Regions from separate parts of the Mus musculus genome. Here all the other regions are linked to region 1. A link is a contact called in public HiChIP or PLAC-seq data. All regions are on one chromosome and are shown on one strand. The core of a region is the stretch at or near the end of the contact, and the rest is flanking DNA. Distances in the headings are between cores, read along the strand shown. Region 1 holds the start of Trim45 (tripartite motif-containing 45). Region 2 has its middle 21 kb from the start of Gm40109. Region 3 overlaps Igsf3 (immunoglobulin superfamily, member 3).

Evidence for each region. HiChIP or PLAC-seq counts read pairs in DNA pulled down with a chosen protein or histone mark.
Region 2: a contact with region 1 is called in an H3K27ac HiChIP or PLAC-seq map of embryonic stem cells, with 5 times the contacts expected there. The contact joins the enhancer-like site here to the promoter of Trim45 in region 1. A contact is called at or near these places in 1 of 484 Hi-C or Micro-C datasets (olfactory sensory neurons), 13 of 115 datasets of contacts at active chromatin or transcription factors (astrocytes, differentiating embryonic stem cells, double positive thymocytes and 8 more) and 1 of 9 other capture datasets (embryonic stem cells).
Region 3: an H3K4me3 HiChIP or PLAC-seq map of forebrain shows a contact between it and region 1, with 6 times the contacts expected there. The contact joins the enhancer-like site here to the promoter of Trim45 in region 1. A contact is called at or near these places in 1 of 39 promoter capture datasets (embryonic stem cells), 1 of 15 datasets of contacts at CTCF or cohesin (pro-B cells), 3 of 484 Hi-C or Micro-C datasets (cortical neurons, embryonic stem cells and olfactory sensory neurons), 12 of 115 datasets of contacts at active chromatin or transcription factors (the NIH/3T3 cell line, astrocytes, differentiating embryonic stem cells and 8 more) and 1 of 9 other capture datasets (embryonic stem cells).

What each region holds. Positions count from the first base shown.
Region 1 is chr3:100,919,459-100,924,522 of GRCm38.p6, forward strand. Trim45 (tripartite motif-containing 45) reads left to right here and starts at 3,035. Exons shown (of 6, transcript NM_194343.2): 1 at 3,035-3,941. The coding sequence starts at 3,454.
Region 2 is chr3:101,484,380-101,489,443 of GRCm38.p6, forward strand. No RefSeq gene overlaps it. Among named protein-coding and RNA genes, the nearest start is that of Gm40109, 21 kb to the right of the region's middle. Within about 2 kb of position 2,967, at least 7 of the 459 cell types and tissues checked have an H3K27ac peak or open chromatin away from gene starts, as enhancers often do. A contact at or near this core is called in embryonic stem cells, where this site is marked.
Region 3 is chr3:101,460,055-101,465,118 of GRCm38.p6, forward strand. It overlaps Igsf3 (immunoglobulin superfamily, member 3), which reads left to right. Exons shown (of 11, transcript NM_207205.2): 11 at 1-3,006. Among named protein-coding and RNA genes, the nearest start is that of Gm40109, 45 kb to the right of the region's middle. Within about 2 kb of position 2,012, at least 65 of the 459 cell types and tissues checked have an H3K27ac peak or open chromatin away from gene starts, as enhancers often do. A contact at or near this core is called in astrocytes, cortical neurons and forebrain, where this site is marked.

The DNA.
Region 1 (5,064 bases), core at 1,785-4,284:
ATAAAGGCAGGACAAACTGACAAAGAGCAAGAAAGGTGCTTGTCAAACTTCAGGGATTACCTAAAAGTCCGGGTTTATATGTCTGTAAGGGAAACGTTTTAGAATGAAGGCTTAATGTGGTTTTACAATTAACCTGGAAGATCAAATTAGCTATTTCACAAAAGGAAGTCAACCATAATCCAGAGACTATTGTGGTACTTGAGAGAGTGATAAGGTCTTGTACCATCTTAAAATTTCTATGCACTAAGGTGTTGGCAATGCGGATGGAAAGAAACTGATGCCTGCCTGGATGTGGAAAACAAGAAAGGAAGCCAAGAAGATGATAAGATCTCAGGTTGGGAGAGTGAGCTTCCCCTTGGGAGAGTGAAACCAGAAGACTAAGAGCACAGAATGCAATGAAGAGAGAAGCCTCGAGTCACTGAAGATGGGGTTAGGCGAAGGCAACGTCCTGGAGCAGAGCTATAACAGACATTTATGACAAAAGCTCTGGGGAGGGGTTAGTCAGAACTGGAAATATAAATTGGGGACTCAGCTCTTTAAGAGGAAATACAGTGGGGGCCAACAAAGGAGCCACGAAACCACCCTGGGACACAGCAAGGGCAAACACTAACGTGGCTGAGTACTGAGAAAAGTCCAGGAATGTTGTCACTCATTCTCTACACACCAAAGAGAAAGAACAAAACATCGGTGATGAGACTAGCACAAAGTTTAAGAACCACAGTGGTGAGAGCCACCAGCGCTAATTAAGTTGAGGGGAACTGGATCAAGGGAGGGTGAGTTTTCTTTCAGGACTTCATCACAGTCCTCGGGAGAAAGAATGTGTAAAGGACTCACTGAAAAGTGTTAGCAAAATAAGGAGAGGCAGAAGAGGTTGGGAGAAAACCAGCAATCAATGGCGTGAGAAAGGAGAGAAGATGCATAGACTTTTAAGTAGAACGGAAAGATGTTCTCCAGATAGCCCCATCTTCTCTCTCCATGGAAGGCAGGTAGGGATTTGATGTGCAAGAAGCTGAGAAAGGGAAGGACAGAGGGGACTGGGCAGAATCTTAGGCATGACATCTTAAGACTGTTGTTCCCATCCCAGATGCTAGCTTGGGTTGACCACTCGACCCCTCCCAGGCAGCTCTATTATAAGCTGTTGGGAGATTAAATGAGATAATGCATATAAATTATACAGCACTCCTCCAACAGAGAAGTCAGAATACACCCTATGGGAAATATAATATATGGCATGAATAAGAGATAAGACAAAGCATGGCTAAGCACAGAGGAGGGCAGGTTCAGAGCAACACTATATAGCAAAGCCAAGTCCACACCGCTTTTGGAATTTGCTTCAGCATACTGCGGTGAAGCGAGGGGACTCGGCCAGGGCAGCGCAGGAGAGAAAGGCTGGAGAAGTCTGGGTAAGGACCACTTTCACTTTTAAGACCTTTGCCGACTCCTTACACTGGGAGGTCATGTGACTGTTATGTAAAAATGGCTTTTGAGCCATTCATTAGCAGATAACGTTTTTACTTATGCTAAAGTTAGAACCAGCTCTCGAGACCCTCACAATAAAGACCAAATCAGACCTGTGTGTGTGTGTGTGTGTGTGTGTGTGTGTGTGTGTGTGTGTGTGTGGTGTCTGTGTTCACACGTGTACCACAGACAGAACCCAGAGTCTCAACATACTAAGCAAATACTGGATCAGTGAGCTACATCTCTACTTTAACATATTTTACGAAGAGTCAGATAATTCTTTTTTTTTCTTTTAATTTCATCTTTTCATAGTTTGGGGCTCTTTCCACCGAAGGCCCATACTTCGTAAAAGCATAGGCTTCGACAGCTATGCCTATACTATGACATCTCTAATAAAGAGGTCCCTGAAACAGTGATGCATGGGTTGAAATCATATATGGAAGACTGTAAAGGAAAACAGTGAGATAGACAGAGGCTTACGCATCTGAAGAATGGGAACAGATAGCAACTACGGAGCCATGCTATTACAATTTTTGGATTCAGAGATCAGTCAGTGCCTTAGACCCCATGTGTAGGAAACAGTCTCCAAATGAATGAATCTGAGACTCTTGGCAAATTCTTTAAGGCGTCAAAGAAATAATTATGCTCAGGGACCAGGTGTGCCCAACTTTTTAACTAGTCGGACCTACAAGGGACTTGTCCCAGTGACATCCTCCACTGCCCCATTGTGACCAACCAGGAGCTCCCCTTGATTGTAAAAACAAATGCCAAACTTGCTCTGTAGGCCACCCCCCGCAACCCTGACAACTTCTGTTACTGTAGAATTCTGGTGAGGTGTGTCTCTCCGGTCTTGGTCTTGAATGATTCAAAGCAGCTTCCACCCGGGAAACTCAGTGGAGCTCCGCGGAGCAGCAGTTCTAAACTTTTCAGTTAAGTTTAGTTCTGGAACCAGACACGGAGGTACCCTTGCCCTGGAAAATGCCAGAAGCTAGCCAGCTGAGAGGGTTCTGGTTCCGAGCACGCTGTACGTAAGAGATTCCAGGGCAGAAAAAATACTTGGAAAACCCAGAAAGGAAACTGACCCGGTGGCCGCTGATTCGCTATAGCCTCTGCAACCGAGAGCCTGCCTACAACTTCCAGAATGCTTCGGGCTACACCTCGGCCGACTGACAGTACCACGCACCAATGGGAGAACCCTATCTGAGTTTGGGGTGGAGCCTCAGCGCAGGCTTTTCAACGATCCAGAGGCCTCTCCGGCGGCAGGAGCTCACATTCGTGACGCCAACCACATTACGCCGCTCACTCCCAGACTCCTCCTCCCGGTTCTGCACGAGGCCCTCCCTTGCTCCCTCTCCTTTCGCCGCGCGAGTGGCCGGCGAGGATGTGGACCTTGCTGAACTTATTGGATGACAGTGATGTCACTCTGGAGGACGACATGGCTCCGAACTGCGAGGCCCGCCCCTTTCGGACGGTGATTGGATTCTTCGGAGAATCCTGGTCTGGGATTGGTGTGAGGCGGGGCGACGGCTCTAGGGCCTCCTAGGCAAACCAGAGAGGCGGCTGCCCCTGGCCCCTCACTCTGGGAGAGCCCGAGGACCCACTACCTCATCGCCCGGAGGGCGCGCTTGTGGCGTGGTGGGGGCGGGAGGGAGGGTGACCTTGGAGGACAAGAAATGCTGGGGTCAGGGTGGTGGTGGCAGAATTAGCTGGGGACTAGCTCTAGAAGCGCTTGCGAGGAGGACGATGTGGGTGATCCAGGAGGGTGTGGCTGTGACTGGTGTGGGATGCAGTGGAAAGGAAGGGCCAAACCACAAATCCGGAGATCTGTGGATGGTTCCTCAGAGGCGTTCTCTTTCTGGTTGTCCTTTTACTTGGCAACACGAGAGTCCTCATGGTCAGTGTTCAAGATCTTGGAACTCTGTCTTTGAGTAAATCTAACCTGCATTAGAGGACTGCGCAGGGCCTTTTGTGATACTGGGTACATACGTGGGGAAGATGTCAGAAATCAGGAAGCCGCTTCTGGGTTTCGTGCACAAACTCCAAGATGCGAACGCGTCTGGAAGCTCAGGCAAGACTCATTGTCCTACATGTCTGAGGCTTTTCAAAGTCCCCAGGCTCTTGCCTTGCTTGCACACAGTGTGCACCACGTGTCTGGAAAAGCTGGATCCATTCTCAGTAGTGGACATCCGTGGGGGTGACTCAGATACAAGCTCTGAGGGGTCAGTATTCCAGGACCCCGAGTTATGTAGCCTGCAGCCACAGATCGGCATCCTCTGTCCGGTATGTGATGCTCAAGTGGACCTGCCCTTGGGTGGAGTGAAGGCTTTAACGGTAGACCACCTGGCCATGAATGATGTGCTGCTGGAGAACCTGCGTGGGGAAGGCCAGGGCCTGGTGTGTGACCTGTGCAGCGACAGAGAAGTAGAGAAGAGGTGTCAGACCTGCAAAGCCAATCTCTGCCACTTCTGCTGCCAGGCTCATAGGTAAAGAGGGAGTACCCCGTTTATTGTGGCGTAAGAGTAGAGTGCAAAGAAAGCAAGACACAGATCCCTTTGGTGAGCAGGTCAAAAAGAAGGCTTTCGCAGACACTGTCAAAGTGCAAAGAACACTGTGCAAACAGATCGCAAGCTCTAGAACGGAGGTTAGCACCGCTGACCTGATAGCTGTAGTAACAAAAGCAGGGCAGGTTTCGGTTTATAGAGCACCTTGAGTTTTCTTCTATCACCAATTGTTTAATCTATTGAAAACGGACCGTGTGCTGGAGAGAGGATTACTGTGCTAGCATACACCCTGCGCTTGATCTCATCTGATCATTGTAACTCTTACCGAAAGGTGGGTGCTACTTCACCCCTCTTTAGTAAATGAGGAGATGGAAGCCCAGCAGTGGTTTGTGTTTCGCCCAAGTCCCACAGCTGGTAATCATGTAACTGAACCGAATCCTCAGTTCAGACCTAGTTCCTTCTTCTTTGCTCTTTTTACTAAACAGGTCACCTCAGTGTAGGTGTCCATTGACTGTGCCTTAACTCAGACCTCTGACCTGGACAGCAGGCTGGTAATTGGGGTGTTTTGCCTTTTATCACAGTCACGGAATAGCTTGTTAGATGCTAGTCTTTGTCCCATTTTCTCTTCCATCCCACTCTAGTGCATCAGAATACAAAACTAAACAAGGTTTTGGGTTAATCTAGAACTGGCTTTTTTTTCTCTCTCTCTCTCTCTGAGTTCTGGCCTCCCCTTGTTTTCTGGCCTTACCAACAGAACAGTTGTCTTAGCTCTCTATTTGTAACTTTGTGATTATCCCTATGACTGTCTTGTTGCCAGCTCAACAGCTGACCGTTTTCTCTGCATCTGCACTAGTAGCAGAACAGGCATACACACTTCAGGTTGATGGGATGTTGCCAGGGAACTCTGTGAGCAGTCCCTGCCTTTCCCTAGAGATTTCCCTGAGTCCCTTAGAAATCTATAGGAAGGAGGGATCCAAGAGAACTTAGTACCTATTGATTTCGCTTTCTACTAATGCGGATGACTCTTAAGGAGAATTCTGGCCTGCCAGTGGATGCGATGTAGTCACTGGCCAAGGGAACTGCTTTACAAAAATGTTAATTAAAC
Region 2 (5,064 bases), core at 1,717-4,216, 560 kb after region 1:
GTGGCTTGTTTGTTTTGTTTTGCAACTAGGTCTTGCTGTGTAGCCCAGGCTGGTCTCAGTAGTAACACCCCTGCCTCAGTCTCTCCAGGGTTGGGGTAGCAGCAGTCTCTATTCTGATGAGCCAGGCTAGTTCCATTTCTTTCCTTGCACTGTGTACTCAGGGCACAGGCCGCTGTTTACAACTGCTCTGTTACTTGTCGTTGTAACCAGGGTTTTTCTGTTTTTAAAAGGTGCAAACGCTTCTTAAGAAAATTAATTTCAAACTTAAACTTGACTTTTCAAAGGCTGGGAAATAAACGTCTCAAAGAAGAATTTAAAGTTTGACGGTTTAGGCAGTTGAAAAGAAACAAAAGCTTTTTTTGTCTTCTTTGTTGTCTGGAGTTGCCAGGTCCCTCCGCAGAGCACAGAGCGTCGTTGGTGCTTTGAGTCTCGGAGTCCTTTGTAGGCTTGGGGACCCAGCCTGGTGACCTGGGACTGAATCCAATGCCTCCCTGTGGCTGTGGTCTGTTTCAACACATACTCTGCTTCCTACCTGAAGCCAGACTCTGCCAAGGACCCCTTCTCTCCTGCCTGCCACCCGCTGCACTTCCTTGGGATGGAAGGATGGTGAAGGCACAGGGATGACGGAGCTGTACGGAGTTGGATGCTGACTTGAAGCGTGTCGTGAGTAAGCTGATGCTGTTTCCCCAGCATCTCCGTCCCCTTGGAGCACTAGAGGCAGCCATGCATCGTGAACAACTGGTGACCTGGTCTCAGCCTGCCCTTCCCTGCTGACCAGGAACCCCCTAGGTCTTAGAAGACATCAATCAGGATGAAAAGGGGAGGGGCAGGTGATTCACACCAGCCATCACCAAAGAGAAATTGCCAGACTAGTTCTCCTCCACAGGAAACCCTGCAGAGTACACTCTCCATGAGGTAGCGAGTGACATCTAAGACTCATGTCACTTCCCTTTGGGATCCTACAATCAGATTCACGAACCAGATTTCAGCTTCCTCAAGCATGCCATTTCTATATAGTGCCCACATGTGATGACTTAATACAATCCTGTCTTTATATTCTTATTTATTTATTATTATATGTAAGTACACTGTAGCTGTCTTTAAACACACCAGAAGAGGGTGCCACATCTCATTATGGATGGTTGTGAGCCACCATGTGGTTGCTGGGATTTGAACTCAGGACCTTTGGAAGAGCAGTCAGTGCTCTTACCCGCTGAGCCATCTCACCAGCCCCCTGTCTTTATATTTTAAGTCTACATTTTAGTTAGACTGACATGGTGGCATATGCTTTTAATTCTATCACTCGGGAGGCAGAGGCAGGGGAATTTCTATGAGTTTGAGGCCAGTCTGGTTTTTATGGTGAATTTGAGGCCAGCTAAGACTACATAGTAAGATATTGCCCCTAGAACAGAATAACAACAACAACAATCACACACACACACACACACACACACACACACACACACACACACATCTGAAGATGATAGACACATTTCGAATGCTTGGTGCATGGTGGTGCATGGCGTACAGTCCATCAGGGCAAAGATCTCTGCTTGCCAGTTTGAATAGGGGCTATTTGGGAGGACTAGTACTTGAAAGTAATTTCCCAAGGTACTGTTTCCATATTACAAGCTATAAGTAGCTCAAAGAGCCCCCTTGGTAAGCAGTATCCGCCTGTTGGCTCTCCACTAAACAGTGTTAGAGAAGACAATTGAAAAAGTTTTACCCAAGGAGTAAAATGTTTTGGAGGACAAATTTCTAAATATATTTTTAAAAAGAGGTTATTTTTTTATGTGTATGAGTGTTTAGCTTGCATGTATATTAAGTACACCATATGCATGCAGTGCCTGCAGAGGCCAGAAGAGGGCGTTGGATCCCTTGGAACTGTAGTTAGAGGCAGCTTTGAGCCAACCTGTGTGCTGGGAACTAAACCTTGGTCTTCTGAAAGAGCAGTCAAGAGCACTTAACCAAGTAAGCCAGAGGAAGGCAGAGCTCATCGGAGCTGGCCTACATGGCTGGATGCAGAGACTGCTGAAAGGCACCTCAATCCCCAAGGTCTCTGTCACTAGCCTCTGGGGTCCCCTCAACTCTCCCCAGGTTGTGTGTCACGTCTGTAGCATTATGGTGCACTTCACAGGTGTCTTTCTGGGAGGAACAGCTCATTAAACCACTTCATGAGCCAATGTCTCCTGAGATCTGGCATCTGGCCAGCACAGACTGCACCCGGTGCCTGGAGCTGAAGAAAAGTATGTGTGCCCTCATGAGCATGTCTCTATGCCTCTTATTAATAGTTAATTGTTCTAGAAGAGTTACATAGCTTTAAAATATTGAAATGTAAGTATATTAAAACTCTTTATTATTTTAAGTTTAAATATTTTATTTATTAAAAAAATCAAAACCAGAATACATTTAAATACTACTTTCTTGGCATCCATGGAAGAAAAGTCATTAATAAAAACTTCAATATCTACTTCTTTGCTTATCTTGTTTTAATTAACTTAATCAATTAAGAACATTGCCATCTTTGGGGACTTCTCTTGACCAAGTGCCGATGTTTAATGGTCTTTAATTAACTTTTCCTCCACTGCAAGTTTTCTGAATGAATTTTATTTTGTTCTTCATCTTTCATTGCTGTTGCTTTGACCTTTTAAAAAGTGGTTCATTATGACCAAGTATTGTACAGCCCTACCCTCCAAACCAAACAGCAACCATCTTGGTGAGTTCAGCTGTGTCTGTTTGCTAAAGACCATTACAGCTCAGCTCGCTGACCGGTGAGGGTCCCTCGTAGAAAGTGTGACTAGGAAGTGTCTGTGGACTCTTACTTGAGCTTCCAGCCACCTTTCCCAGCTGTTTTTATTTAATTTTGCTCTAATTTCACATGCCCTTGGGGTCTCAAGGAGAGGCTAGAGTAAATAGGTTGGGGAGGGGCCAGGCTGAAGGAAGGGGCTCCACCTGCAGCCACAGGGAGCCCTCATTCATGCTGGGTGTGGACCTTCTGGTGTGGCTGCTTTAAGATCATTCACAGGCCGCCCAGGATCTCCAAACCCATTGACCCTTGGTTTCCCCAGGGCCAGCTTTGGTGGAATCCAACTTGGGTTTGTCACGAGAATCATAGAAAGAAGGAGTTGCCTTGTTCCTGCCTAGGGAGAAAATTCTTGAGACAACAGGCTGGGTGGCCATGTAATGTCAACGGCCCAGGAAGCTGAGTCAAGAGGATCAGAAATTCAAAAGCTGCCGGGGCTACAGAGTGAGTTCAAGGCCAGCCAGGAAACGTTAGTGCGACCTTGTCTCAAAGCCAAACATTAGGCAGAGGGCTGTGGATCTATCTGGCTTAGTGGAAAAGTGCCTGCCTAGCATATGTGAAGCTGTAAATTCAACCCCACTACTGGGAAAATGCTTGCATTAAACCATTACTCACTTCAGTCTGGGGATGTAGCTCAGATAGTAACTACCCACAACACATGAAAGCTTTGGTTCCATCCCTAACACCTTAGAAACTGGCCATGGTGACACACGTCCGTTCTCCCAGCACTCCAGAGGTAGAGGCAAGAGGATCAAATATTCAAGGTCACCCTCACCTACAAAATGAGTTTGAGGCAAGTCTGGGCAACATGAGACCTTATCTATGAGAGAAACATCCACAGGGGTTTAGATGTTTCCTTCATCCCAGGCCCACCTGCTGAGCAGCTCAGGTTAGCACCAGTACTGCAGGGAGGGAATGAAGGAATCCAATTCATTTGTCCATCTATGAACTCACCTATCCCTTTGCCCAGTACACACAGGGGGCCCACCCTGTGTCAGGTACTCTTACAGACACTTGGGATCTAACAGCCCAAAGTCCAACAACAACAGTCCAACTTGTGGGGCTGCCTTTGGGGAGGACAGCTAACATTCCAGGAAAGAGCAGTGCGAAGCCCACAGAGAACAACATAGAAGCCAGTGGGGAGGGCTAGGGAAGCAGAGAAGGGCTTCCTGATGACTGCAGGGAACTGGAAAGTTTAAGAGATGGATGGACATTCCCAGCAGAGCCCTGCAGAGGGCGCAGTCCTGGCATGTTCACAGGGCACAGAGGAGGCTCTCTGCCTTCCGCGTTGGATTTGACCCCCACTTCCCCAGGGCTAAACATGTCTTATTACTTGTGTTTAGACGAGTGTGGTGGTTAATAGCAATTGTTATCAACTGGACGGGTTCTGAACTCACTCAAGAGACAAGCCTCTGAGCGTGCCTATGAGGGATTTCCTGTAGTAGGTTCACTGAGGAGGGAAGAAACAACCTAAACATGGGCAGTACTATTCCATGGGGTGGCATCCTGGCTGAACAATAAAGTAGAAATCTAACTGGGCACAAGAATTCCAAGCCAGGCATGGTGGCGTACACCTTTAATCTCAGCACTCAGGAGGCAGAGGCAGGTGGATTTCTGAGTTCGAGGCCAGCCTGGTCTACAGAGTGAGTTCTAGGACAGCCAGGGCTATAAAAAGAAACCCTGTCTCAAAAAACCAAAAAAAAAAAAGAATTCCTCCCTCTCTGCTTCTTGATTGTGGGTGTAGCGTAACCAGCTGGCCTCTCGCTCCTGCTGCCATCTCAGCCACCAAGATGGACTGTATCCCTCTGAACTGTGAGTGAAACTAAACTCTTCCTCCCTTAAGTTGTCTTGGTCAGGCATTTGATCGCAGCAGTGAGAGAAGTGTCTAATACAGTGGGTGAGAGAAGTGTCTAATACAGTGGGCATCTCCCTGCAGTTCCCAACAAGGCCTGCTCTGCTCTGTGGCCGTGGGCTCATTTCCTTCTTGGTCCCTAATATTTAAAGATGTGTGTTCTTCAAATATATCCTGGGGACAAGAGAGAGAGGCAGGAGACATGGGCAGGGCAAGGAACACGAAGCTCCTTCATAACGTGAGAGCTTTATCCACTTTGCAGAAAGGCCTGGGCTTCAGTCTTCTACCAGCTGAGAGAAATGTGACCTTGGTTCGGAAATAGTTGTAGAAGCTAGGGGGTGTCAGATTTATTTAGATCTTAGGGTGTAGACCTAGAACAGGAAGCAACATGCAGAGCCTTGTCCCTGCC
Region 3 (5,064 bases), core at 762-3,261, 540 kb after region 1:
AGCAGACGTTGCCCATGGCAGGGTCGGGTCAGGGGAGCCCTCTGGGCTTTTCCTCATTGCTTCGTGCTCTGTGATTGGACAGGCGACAGCACCTGAACTCTGCAGTTTCTCTGCAGGAGCCAGTCAGACCTGGAACTTGTTGGAAGCTTCCGGTCGAGGTGATGGTTGCCTCTGGGCGGCAGCCCTGGTTAGCTGATCACACCCAGGTGTCATGATGCCAACATCCTAGGTTCCTAGTTTTTGGTTTTGGTAACTTAGTGCGTAGCTCCAGGTGCCGCATCTACTCGCCAATCTAACTCATGTTCTCAGATCGGTGCTATGGGGTTTCCTGTGCTGTGTAATGTACTCTTTTAAGCCCCTTGGGTCCTCTCCTTTTGGATCCCATAATGTTGTGGAAGAGTTTCTCTCACAACTGATAAGCAAGAGGAAGACGCCTTCATAGTAACAAGGATTCTCTTCCAAGACATTTTTGTTTTTGCACATTTGAAAATGCCACCCGTGGATCAAAATATACCCAAACATTTTTTCTTTTTTTTTCTTTTTTTTTTTTTTTTTTTTTTTACTTTCTTAGCAAGACTTGAAAAATATGTGTAGCGTGGGCCCAATTTGTATCTTATCTCTTCCTTCAGCCGGAGTTGTTGGAACCACTTTATAGTCAAGATGAAAGCATTGAATTTCGCTTCAAAGGACTGACTGCACATGTGCAGAAGAAACCCTGCAGGACCCTATTAGGAGCAGATGGTGGCCAGCCAACCAGTCCGTCAGGGAGGCAAAAAGGCTCAGTCCCATCATTGCCAAAAAAGAAAAAAAAAAAAATAATAATAAACGAGCCAACCTGAAGGAAGGGTCAAGGGCTCCAGGCGGCACCCAGTTTCTGAGGGTTGCCCTGATCAAAGGCAATGACTGGGGATGAGGGGGGGACGGGTGGTTGTTGGCTTGGCTTTGGCAAGCTTGGTCTCTTGACTTACCCCTGGGCAGGTAGCTTTCTTCTGTAGGTGCTTTGCCAAATTTTCAAGGGGACATGTCTAGTGAAGCCTGAAGGGGCTGCCCTGAGTGGAGGGAGCATTATGGCCAAAGTGGCCCCTGTGCACAGGCCCAGTGGAGTGTGCTGAGCTGCTACACTGAGCTTAGCAGAGTGGAGCGTGGGAGGGCGTCTTAGAGCCTGGTTGAGAGGTTGGAGGAGTGCTTCCCTCTGTCTTCCTTCCAGTGAGCCTTTCCTCGGAGACGGTGAGGGCATCCTTATCCATCGCAGCTCTTCCCGAATCTCAGTGCCATGGAGATATTGTCCTCGGATAGGACCAGGCACAGCCCTTTGCCATTCTTGTTGTCCCCCTGCTTTCAGCAGACAACTCAGAACAGGAGCTGTCACTTTCCTTTGTTAGAGTGTGTGTGTGTGTGTGTGTGCGTGCGCGCGTGTATGTTTATGTTGTTTGGTTGTACTGGTGGCTTTTAATTTTCAGCCCCCAAATCTGAACTCCACTGCCTCCACTCTGTTAAGCCAGATGCTTAGCTGCCCTGGAGCCTCATCAATTGTAAATCCTCCCTTTTGTCACTCTGAGGGTCTCGTGACCCCTCTCTTCCCCATCCTTCAGTGGCCACATCTTCTCTGGGGAATTTGCATCCTGAGTCCCAAGAGAGAGCCCCTTGGCAAAAGGTACCCAGGATTGTGGAAGTAAATTTAAGGAGTGATTTCTGCAAAGCCTTGTCCTGAGAATAAACAGACAACACAAAGGCTGCAGGACTTCCAGGTCATTGGGCCAGGCTGTTATGGATCCTTCCGAGGAGTCTGCTAGGTGTGGGCCGTGTGCTGAGCAGAGAGGGCAGGAGGCAAGATGCAGCCTGACAATCCTTCCTGGCCCTCTTGTTCTCTGAGAAGTGTCCAGGCAGCGCCACCTTAATCCTCCTGTGCCTGCCCTGCTGATTCTCATTTTTGCTGCACGAACACATCAGAGGGACCAAATTGGCTCAGTCACGAAGAAAGAATGTCTTTTGTTCTGTTCCTTCGATTCATGGGTGTGGGCTCTTGGTGGGTAGTTGCTGACTCCTGAGTTTTAGGCTGAGTCAATGAGGGAAGATTGACGCCAGAGGGCTGGCCTGGATTAAGATTTCAGATCAGCTCTGTAGCAGCAGAAGACTCAAGTAAATATGCAAAGCAACCGCAGGACGTTTGCAAGGAGCAAAGAAATCTATGTCAGTATTTTAACAACCGTTTTTTGCGTGTATTTTCTGCAGGGCTGGGGTATGCAATCAAAGTTTAAACTCTGAGCTTTCTATGAAAACAAAACAAAACAAAACAAAAACAAAAAAACAGAAAAGAAAAAGAAAAATCCAAAACCCTCAGGACCTCTCTGTGGCTGGGTCTATGGACATGTGTTGTCGGATAAATGGTGATGGCGCCCTCAAGTGGCTAGAAGGCTTCACTGCATATTGTCTGTTGAGGCTTTTGTCCTCCGAGATCAGAGTACTCAAGAGAGACTCCTGACATCTGTCCTCTCCAGTGTCACATTTATGAGCATCTCCACTGTGCTAGGCCTGTCCCAGGACACTATATGACCACACCCTCTCTCATCGGTGTGTTTCTGTAGCAAGTCTTCATATTTGTTTCCAACAATGGTGTCTCTGCGTTCATGTTGAAGACAGAGATGGGGTAAGAAGACTATCCGTGCATGAAGTAGAGAACTGTTGGTTTGTTTCTTTTTTTTTTTTTAAAGGAGAAGCTATTTGTAAGCCACTGCACAAAGACGTTTTATATACACTGCAGAGACCTGTAGTAAATTATGTTGACAATACGCTGTTTACATTTTCTGGAGTCTGATGGCCTCCTACCCCTCACTGAAGCAGCCACCTCCTGCTGTGGGACTGTGCTCAGTGGGTGGCCTGGAGTTTTGCTCTTGGCACTGATGTACCAGATTCAAGTTTTACACGCTGTAGCTTTTCTATGCATGCCCTCACCCAACCTAAATTATGTTTTTTTGTATAAATGATAAAAAAAAACTTTCTCAAGACACTTTTGCCACATGCTGAAATGTATCACAACTCTACACCTACCAGTTAAGAGTGCAGCCCTGGAGCTGTGACACAGGTGCCCCCCGGGCCTGCTAGGCAGACTGGGAAGCTGGCTTTGCTATGGGTTATGTGACTAGTTTTCCTTTGGTGGGAAATTTGGGGTAAGAAGACACCAGTGAGAATAGCCTTCCAGCTCACAGGGCCTCTGCTGCCGAGACCCAACTGCCCTTCCCAAGCCCCGCTAATGCTCATGAATGGAAGTGGACAACAGGCATGAGAATAGGAGATGGACAGTCCAGGTGGTGAGACTTGGACACCAGTTACTACTGTGGGTGATTGACAGATGCCAACTGAGAAACATTGGAATATTGCAAGCCCTAGAGGTGACCACACTTAGTTGGGTCTTTGGAGTTCATAGGACAAGCAGAGGAGGGGGGACAGAAGGCAGAAAGTAGAGGAGGTCCCCCCTCTTCCTTCCCTCCCTTCCTTTCCCCTCCCTACCCCTCCCTCCCTTCCACCTCCCTTTTCCATCCCGCATCCCCAAGGCTCAGCCCTATGCTGTCCTCTGCACCCAGCCCTATTTGCTGCGTTCTTCTTATCACCTACCTTCAGCTGCTTGCTTGCTTAGCCACAAGTTAAAACTGCAACTGCTTATCCCTCAGGTGCCCACAAGGGTTCCACGTTAAGTCTTAAATGTGTTATTTTTGCTTATGAGGTGAAAACATGGCTGTTTATTTCTTGGGTACCCACAAAATGGTTCCCTGTTATGCATGATTCCCTCCACCCAGAATGCCCTATTTCTACCAGGAGCTAAATTTTAAAAAGGGAAGTAGAGTATTGTATAGTAAGATTACCCCTATTAAGCCCTTGGTTAAGTGAACATGTACCTGCCTGTGAGGCGTATGATGAAAATGACCGTCTGTGTGTGGGGCCTTAAAGGGCTGTGTCTGTCACTATGTCCCACATCCCTATACTTTATAGTTCCAAGTGTTTGGTAAAACTAAAGCCCAGGGCAACAAAGTGGCATGCCACAAAGTGTCGTCTGGGCTGCCTGGGCCATCTTAACCTTCTCATCCACAATTACCCACAGTGACAAGAAGGGACAGCTGGACCACACAACACCAGTCACAGGAGGCACGCACACCAAGCAATCCTTTTAGAAAGGGAAGTAGAGACCGTTCCGGCGCGTGAAAGGAGCTCGTTGGCTCTCTGCTGAATTCATTATGGGGCATCGGAAGCCACTTCTGATTCATGATGTCTGCTAGGCAGGGCCCGTCGGCACATCCATCCTGAGGTGCTTCGTGAGAACATGGCCTATCTCCTAATGAAGGAGCTGGCGCTGCTCACGGGTCAGAGTACACAGAAGGTCTAACAGGTCCATCCTCAGCCAGTACATGGAGACCATGACCCAAGGCACTTCCCCCCCACCCCGGGAGATGGCGCCGTCCTTTCTGCGGCTTGCCTCTGCCTGTACAGACAGCTCTTGTAGCTCGTTCCCAGAACCCCATTCATCTCAGTCCATTCCTGTGTGGGCCAAGGGGGAGCCTTTAGACTCAGCCCCTCACTGCGTCTCGGGTAAGCCATTTATCTTCTCCAAGCCAGCTTGCTCACTGTGAAGACGGAGCCGGCAATCCAGTTATGTCCAGCCAGGTGACATGCTTACCAAGCCCCACCCCCCCAGACTTGGTCCTTGTTCCTTTCCTAGCTCCAAGGCAAAGTTCTGACAGCTGCCTGGTACATGCAGTCTGGCCCCTCCTGCCTTTCTGACTGTCAAGGATGGGGGAGAGAATTTATTTTCTCACATTCTGAGCCACACCTTGCACCTGCCCGGTTCCCAGGATCTACAGGTGATGTAAAGTAGGCTTCATGGGGCAGGGCATCAGTGGATTCCCAGGAACTCCCTGGCAGAAAGACATTTAAGCTTTTAAGGCCAAATTGAGACGTGGTACATAGATCACATGCCTACGTGACTGGGCCCCCACCTGACGGTCAGGAAGATGATGGCAAAATGCATGCTTCATGTTCACAACTTGACAAACATGCTTGGTGTCTGTCTGG